Linked DNA regions of Zea mays: region 2 is linked to region 1. A link is a contact called in public Hi-C data. All regions are on one chromosome and are shown on one strand. Each heading gives the region's core, a stretch centred on a gene start, on an enhancer-like site or on the middle of the called end of the contact. The rest is flanking DNA. Distances are from core to core; before and after follow the strand shown. Region 1 holds the start of LOC103632535 (pyrophosphate--fructose 6-phosphate 1-phosphotransferase subunit alpha). Region 2 has its middle 110 kb from the start of LOC100286258.

Evidence for each region. A called contact is a pair of places that touch in the nucleus more often than the background predicts.
Region 2: a contact with region 1 is called in a Hi-C map of leaf, with 6 times the contacts expected there. The contact joins the enhancer-like site here to the promoter of LOC103632535 in region 1. A contact is called at or near these places in 5 of 25 Hi-C or Micro-C datasets (bundle sheath, endosperm, leaf and 1 more).

Annotation. Positions count from the first base shown.
Region 1 is chr7:86,640,534-86,644,730 of Zm-B73-REFERENCE-NAM-5.0, reverse strand. LOC103632535 (pyrophosphate--fructose 6-phosphate 1-phosphotransferase subunit alpha) reads right to left here and starts at 1,812. Exons shown (of 19, transcript XM_008654305.3): 1 at 1,440-1,812; 2 at 402-608; 3 at 318-399. The coding sequence starts at 1,535.
Region 2 is chr7:86,764,536-86,768,732 of Zm-B73-REFERENCE-NAM-5.0, reverse strand. No RefSeq gene overlaps it. Among protein-coding and RNA genes, the nearest start is that of LOC100286258, 110 kb to the right of the region's middle. Within about 2 kb of position 2,037, at least 19 of the 20 cell types and tissues checked have an H3K27ac peak or open chromatin away from gene starts, as enhancers often do. A contact at or near this core is called in bundle sheath, endosperm, leaf and 1 more, where this site is marked.

The sequences.
Region 1 (4,197 bases), core at 563-3,062:
ATAAGACGAACCAACTAAATATCGGATAAAAAAGTAAAACGAATTATAAATTAGATCGGACGAGTATATGATTATATTTGTACTATAAACTAGTTAAACAGTGGTTTAACGGGTCCATAGAAATATCTGATATAAACAGTGAATGGATTCGTGAGGAAACAGGAAGTATGTACCCTGTAACTGTAACTGTGCCATAGACAAGAACAGAATGTGCCATAGACAAGAACCAAGAGTAGTTTAAAATTCTACTAACATGTTGTATATTGGCTGATGCAAATGCTTGAACCCTGGAAGTTGCTCCATGGAGATACGCTCACCTAGAAACCCAAGCAGAACGCTGTGCGGATTCCGAGCTTTCATAGCGTCGAAAGTACCCCATATGACATTATGCCCGCCACGCCAGGTGACTGTCTTCCAGAGAACACCACGCCCAACCTAACTGGTGGGCGTTCTTGTGCGTCAGAAGAACCAGAGACCACCGTGTCCGGGTGAGGCTCCAGAAAGCGCACCAGCCTCTGACCGAAGGTGTGCGGGAATGCCTGTGCGACGATGTCTGCGCATTTCGAATCAATGGTTGTCGTTGGGTCCCCAAACTCCACCCTCGTTCCCTGGTCATATCCCATCACAAGTTTCGGAAACGTTAGACGATGCTAAAACCATCAGCGTCAAATATCCTGTTGTGACGCCATGTGGTTGGAACACATTTTTCAAAACTTTGAATCCTGTTGAATGGAAAAAAAAGAAGGGTTTGTGACTTGTGAGAGGAAGAAGCTTCTGTCTATATTATGAATCAACAAGTCTCTGCTTCCTCTAGAACTCTAGAAGCACTGGGTCCGCCACCCCTGTGCAAGCTATTACTAGAGAAGGAAGACGAGTATAGGAGTGGAGCCTACATTTTTTTATAATGGAAACAAAAAATGTTCCAGCCTTTTATAGTTTGACATTACAGTTAAAAAATTAATAAAACATCCATTATTAAAAAAAAGTAACATTCTTAAAAAGAACTTGTTCTCGAATCAAGCGTCCTTTAATCTGGCATTAGAACTCCAACCATGTTTTGCAAGGATCTCCATTACCACCATCTCTAAGGATTGATATACCACAAGAATCTTTTGGTGAGCTTCTTGTTTTTGCAATACACCCGTTGTCTTCATTTCCTGTTCAGCGAGCTGACGAAATTTCCAGGTCTCGTGCGTCCAAAATCGAGCGGTTTCTTTCTCTCTTTTTTCGCTTTTCATATATATGGCGGTGAAAAAGGAGCATGTGTTTTTGTTACATCGACAACATCATAAGAATGGAACAACTCTTGGAAACATCCACGACACGACACAAATCGAGAAACCAAAGGTGCAGGATGCATGCATGCATGCTTGGACGGCAGATGCAGCAGGTGAAGGAGAAACTAAGAAGATGCTGGCAGGCAAAAAACGCAAATAAACCTGAAGAAGACATGGAGGCAGCTCCGGTTGGTACAGCGCCCTCCTCCGCTGCAGGCCGGTGAGTTCCCTCGGCGAGCCCAGGTCGTCGGTGTTCATCCTCTTGCCTTGCCTTTCCTTTCCTTTCCCTCAGCACAGTTCAGTTCCTGGGTTTTTGCAGGGCAGCTGTACGTTGTGCTCTTCCTAGCTACCTCGCTCCCTTTTTGTAAGGGAGGAAAGAAGTGGCTGTTTATTGTTGTTGTTGTTGGCCCCTGATGCTACCAACAGCGATTTGACCCCATTTCCCTTGTTAACCTCTTTTCTATGTGCTGGAATTCAAAGTTGTGATTGTGATTATTTTCTCATAGGTCAGCCGTAGTGACCTTCAAGGTCACAACCTGCAGCCTCCTTTTGCATATATAGAGCAGCAAGTAAAATTCAACTACAACACATGCTATAGGTGATAGATGGAACCAAGCAAAAGTGTTGTCCTCCCATCCAAAATAACTAATTGAAATGCTCCTGAGCTATCATCCGTTCGTTGGTGTGTCTGTCAGCGTCCAGTGATGAATTTATACTTGACGTCGTTGTCAGTTGTCACCCGGACGACGAAAGCAACCGTAATTTGCTTTTGTTTATTTATCTTCTGTTGTGGTGGAATAATGTTTCATTCGATTTGCCGGCCGGTACAGGAAGAGAGATAGAGATGCATGCAGTTTGGCAAGAGCCAACATTTCAGAATCTTTGTTTACCGGCACTAGGTTTCTGCTCCCATGGATTTACTAGCCAGTTTGCTAGACACCTGTAGTTTCCCATGGATTTGGACGTTCTTTCAAAATTTTCTAGGTCTTCGTAGAAAGTTAGCATCACGCTTGATTTTGTACTCACCTTCTCATGTAACTTTAGTCAAAATGACCGTGAAAAACATAGATTTTTTTAGAACGGAAACATAAATTCCGGCTTTAGCATTGAAATGCGTACAGTCAATACAAGTCAATTATTACATATGAGGTTGCTTAATAAAGAAACTAACTCAAAGAAGCAAAACGACAAGACTGTGTATAACACTAGTCATCCACAATTCTAGCATTTGAGCGCTATTCATGATTTACAAAGATTTTCATCGCCACCACTTCCAAAGTTTGACAAACGTCGAGGATTTGTTGTTGTGATTCCTCCTCTGTAGAAGTCTCTAGAATCTGAACCAGTGAGTACCTCTGAAAATGACCTGCACAATTAATGATATTGGTTTATGATTAAAAGCCACCTTATTTTGGCTGAGCCAAATAGACCAAAATAAAGCTGATACTCCATAAAGTAATATTTTTTTGTGTCCTGGACCCCTATTGCTTCCCCAAGACCTGATACTATGATTAATGCTAACTGGCATGTCTATTTTTAAGGCAAAATAAATAATTCTCCATATGCTTTTGGCCATATAGCAGTAAAAAAGAGATGTTTAATACTCTCATTACGGTTGCAAAAGCTACAAGTCAAGCAACCTTTCCAACACCTTTTGACTAAATTATCTTTAGAGGATCGCTCCCCGACATAAATTCCACAAAAAAACCTTTATTTTCAAGGGAGGCTTAACTTTCCAGAGGTTCTTATTCCGACCGTTGTTGGGTTTATTCATCAAACAATGGTATACAGATTGGGCAGAAAAGTATCATTCTTATGACCATCCCAAACAATGGTATACAGATCGAGCGATGATCTCATCCACCCCCTTAGAAGACCGACGTCCTCGTCGGTCAACATCAATTCAGTAACCTCCCCTCTTAGCCATGTATGTGTGTCTAGTGTCGTCATATGTCATGTCATGTGACCACTCTGGGCCCACATGAGCCATGCGTCATATACCCGAACCCTAACCCACACACGCTCGTGAAACCGAGAGGGTCGGCTCTGATACCACTTGTAACACCTCGTTCAATCCCTGAACCGCAGTACTTACTCCTCGCAGCTCTCTAGAATTATATATTGTCCCCACAGACCAACACAGGTCTTTTGTGCACACTTTGTCCTCACTCATGCGCACCCGAGAAAACTTCCGAGTCGGTCACCCATCCCAAATTGCTCCAAACCAAGCACGCTTAACTTGGAGGTTCTTTCGAGATAGGCTTCCGAAAAAGAAGATGCACCTTATTGGTATGGATACTCTATTAATTTTATTAAGCCTTGGGCCATGATATCACCATCTCAGGGGACCATGATATCACACACGTTGCACTACCCCTGACGCTTCTCCTATCCGATTTTCTGGGAGCACAACTGATAGTCACCTAGAGGGGGGGGGGTGAATAGGGCGAAACTGAAATTTACAAATATAAACACAACTACAAGCCGGGTTAGCGTTAGAAATTGAAAACGAGTCCGCGAGAGAGGGTGCAAAACAAATCGCAAACAAATGAAGAGTGAGACACGCGGTTTTGTTTTACCGAGGTTCGGTTCTCGCAAATCTACTCCCCGTTGAGGAGGCCACAAAGGCCGGGTCTCTTTCAACCCTTCCCTCTCTCAAACGGTCCCTCGGACCGAGTGAGCTTGTCTTCTCAAATCAAAGCCGGGAACAAAACTTTCCCGCAAGGGCCACCACACAATTGGTGCCTCTTGCCTTGATTACAATGGAGTTTTGATCACAAGAACAAGTGAGAAAGAAAAGAAGCAATCCAAGCGCAAGAGCTCGAAAGAACACAAGCAAATCTCTCTCACTAGTCACTAAAGCTTTGTGTGGAATTTGGAGAGGATTTGGTCTCTTTGGTGTGTCTAGAATTGAATGCCT
Region 2 (4,197 bases), core at 788-3,287, 120 kb before region 1:
CTTCACCACCACCACCTGAAGAACCTTAGGCAGGAAACTGCTTTTATTTTGATATCTGCGGAACAGAGCCTGATTCACCTATCACTCAAGGCAAGCCCCGGTGCATTTGCAACCCCATTGTTATTTTGAAATCTTTCTCACTTACTTGATGCATTAGGTAATAGGAGTTGTGTGTTAAACCAATTGCTGCATTGCCTTCCTTGGATTTGGTTACTTCTCCTTAATCTCTGATTTACTAAAAGGTTTTTCTTATGCTTAGCTTTGCTCTAGAAAACAAAAATGTTTTGTTTTCACAAAAGATGGTGCTGCGAAGTGGGTGGGATGTTTTTAAAAACAAAATCGGAAAAGATGTACCTATGCCAGGTACCAAACTTTGGGTTTGAAATAATAAAGCTGAGACCGGGCGGGTGACTTGAACGAGAAGAGAGTCTCGGTGTAGTGTCTTCGTCTGAGTCGATTAAGGACCTTCTCGATGTAGGCCTGCTGACCGAGGACCCTTTAACTAGTCACATGCCTCGTCATGGGTAAGCTTTGCCTCGGGCAGACTAATACCAGAATAAGATAACACACAATGGGAGTGGAGAGATGGCGAGAGTAGCGTGTACCCTCCGTGGCAAGAGGCTGGACGGTGGTGTATCTGTGCTCTCGGTTGGCGTGAACCTGATCTGGTCTTAAGAACCCCGGTGGCGAGTTGACATATGCAAGGGTTGAGTGCTACATATGTCGTGTGATTGGAGATCCTCAGCTGAGTATAATCGATTCGGATCGCCGTAACTTCGCGGACATGAAGACTTGGTCACTGACTTACACGTAGCATTCCAATGAATAAGAAGGGTTGAAAAGAAATTGGCAAGTATAAGTCAAGTGATTGAACTAGGGTAGAAAGAACCCTAGATACATGTAACTTTACTTAACTTGACTAATAAAACTGGATTTTAAGGATCCACTATTAGTAAGCATTTATGCAAACAAAGTCTTTGATTATTGATAAGCCATACCTTGATCCCCAAAGGCCAGCATATCCTTGAGAGTCTTTTATTTTGACGGGTAAGACTTGCGAAAGTACATTTCATACTCAGGGCTTTGTCCCATGTTGTTTTAGGTGAAGAAGCAGCAAACTTTTGTTGCTTCTATTCCAAGGTGGTACCGAAAGAAGAAAATCAAGATTGAAGCTGCGGGAGGAAGGGTCCTCCGTTAAGAAAAACTTTACTGTTTATCGGGAGGGGTTTTTTCCTCCCAGGTTATGTAATAATAATACTCAGCACTCTTATATTTGTTCTGGTCTATAATAAATATTACTCTTTCTTACTTTTAAATAAAGTAAGTTATTGTAACTGTTTCCGCATTTTCGTACCTCTGATGTATTGTAATGTCTGCGTGACGGGTGAAACGCTCTTGAGAAAGGTAAGGAATACAGATACCAAACTTGTCAAGTGATCAGGGGCACCTGCAGGGTTGTCTAAGGTCCGTTGGACAAGGACAACTGCAGGTGGGCCTAATGACTTGGGAGGTTCTGTCACATTAACATCACACCAAACAAGAGAACATACTGCATAATAATATTCGACACATCGTAATGAGATCGTAGGTTCGAGAATAACTAAATTCGGAGTTACGGTTAAAGAGTTATGATTTTCTAAAGTTCTAAGTGTTGGATATAGATTAAATTAAGTGTATAATTTTAATCTATGCTTCATGACAAAACAAGGTTACTAAATGATAAACAATATTAATATGAATCTAATGCAACTGGAATGGATCAAAAAGAAGTTAAAATGAATTACTTATAAATTAAACAAGTTCCTCGAATTATTTATATACTAAAAATCACTTCTTCATTATTTTATCCCATTTTATTTATTAACTGGGCTGCGCGCACTATTCTGGAGTTCTATAGGGTATAATCTACAAAATTCGGGGCCTCAACGTAATGGTTTTATCAACGCTCTAGATTGTGGGTTGATAGGTAAGAACACCAGGGGCTCTTATGTAAAGTCTACGCAACGAACTCTGGACCGCACGATTGGAGATGGACGACTTGGATTAGATCCAAGCCACCCAAATCGGTATGCGTTCTAGATCCTTAGATCCACAATCCACGGCCCAGATTCAACTAAACAAGATCGACTCTTGAGCGTCCATCATTTGATCAATGGCTACGAGGATCTCGACCAAACTCTATCCTCTGACCTAATCGGAACCGTCTGATGAATCCAATGGCGCAGAAGGGATAAAGCGAAGGGGTAAGCTCCATCTAATCCTAGCCCTTCGATTGGTCGATCAACGGTCCTGGGAGCTTCTTCCTCCCCACGACATCGGATGCGATGTCGCCCCGACCCACGGCGGGGGACGCCGACGATCTCCCTGGTTCTGTGCCCCAATGTGAGATTCCCGACTCCGATCGATCCTACCCGAAGCGAACGGTTTAGATGGATTAGGAGTTCAACGCGTACTAGGGATGGGGACGGCAGCGAGGCTCCACACGGTGTACGACGGCTTTGTGGTGGCTCCCCCACAACGGCGAGCAATTGCTGGTCTCCCGGTGGTAGATCTCTGCCACCGAGGCGACCTATGCGTGCGGCGAACGCCCTCCGACGCACCAGAGCCACAAGACGGGTTGAGGAGTCGACCGCAGGGAAGAACAACAGCGACAACCCGAGCTTCCCCTCTAACTCACCACACTCACCACGAGCTCGCCGATCTCGCTTCGACTCCGTACCTACGACTATGGGATAGGGGTTCGGAGACGGACGTGCATGAGCAATTATAGGCAGGCTGGCAGGGGTTGAGTAGCGCATGGATCGCACGGCCTCCATGCGACAGCTTCGCAGCCGCAACCACCGGGCGAGGAATCCGCGGGGAAGGCTCCTGACACGGGGACCCACATGTCGGTTTCACGCGACGACCGGTTTTGTGAAGCGAGCACGCCCTACGGGACTGACAGAGTGGACCCGCTAGGTCAGTGCGCAGGGAGAGCCAGTGGCGTGTGAGCGCGCGCCTGGCTGGGCCGCGCGACGCTGGCAAGTGAGCCGGCGAAACGGGATTCGGCCCATGCGGCGGTTTAGGATTTTCTTTTTCTTTTCTGTTTTCTTTCCTTTTTATTTTTAGATCTCAAATTTGAATTCAAAATTTGTGGTGAATTTCATACTTAGATTAAATGCACAAATCAAAATACTAGCATGAAGAAGTATTTTCATTATTTCATATATATTCCTTCTATTTATTAAGGAATTAATTAACTTGTATGTTTGTGTATATATATACATGTGTCACATAGAAAGAAAATTTTCCATAAACCTCAAATACTCTAACTCCTTTATTTACTATGATTTGGGTATTACAGGGTGGTAGTGCACTTCTAGGTCATAATCCTTAATTAGTTCCAGCCATCTCCATTGTCTCATGTTGAGGTTAGCTTGGGTGAAGATATACATGAGACTCTTATGACCAGTATAAATGTTGCAATGAGCTCCCATCAGATAATGTCTACAGATCTTCATAGCATGTACCACGACTGCTAGCTCCAAGTCATGCGTTTGAGGTCTGAGTGCTCGCGATGCGTAGGCAATAACCCGGTTGTCTTGCATTAGAGCACAACCACATATGGTGCTTGAAGCATCACAATATACGACGAAGGGCTTGGCATTGTCGGGCTGTGCTAGCACTAGTGCGGTGGTCAGATGTTGCCTCAAGGTGTGAAAGACATCTTTGTAATACCCACAAGTGTAAAATATGAAAATAGAGTTGATCTCCATATTTTGTGACCTCTACTTATCATCACATATGACTAACCATATTTAAAAGTGAATAATAAACAAATGACACGTAAATAACTTATGCATCATGTTGAGGTTTATTTGTTTGTGCATTCACACATAAAGATAATGATAATAGAAATATAAAAATGGTGAAATAGGCATTAAACCTAATTTTGGAAATTAAGAATTTGAGAAAGGAAGATCTTAATTATAAAAAAATAAAATAAGTAGATGTCCCTATCCCCACTGAGGTCTTGGAATTGTACATAAATTTAGAAATAAAATTTCCCAACCAAATTTGAATTTGAATTTGAATTCCAAAATTTGAGAAAAGGAAACCAGAAAAGAAAAGAAAAAAAAAGAAAATGGAAAATGGCGTGTGGGCCCAAAATACCTGAGTTCGGCACATGTCACAATCTCTCCGCAGCCCGTCAGCGAG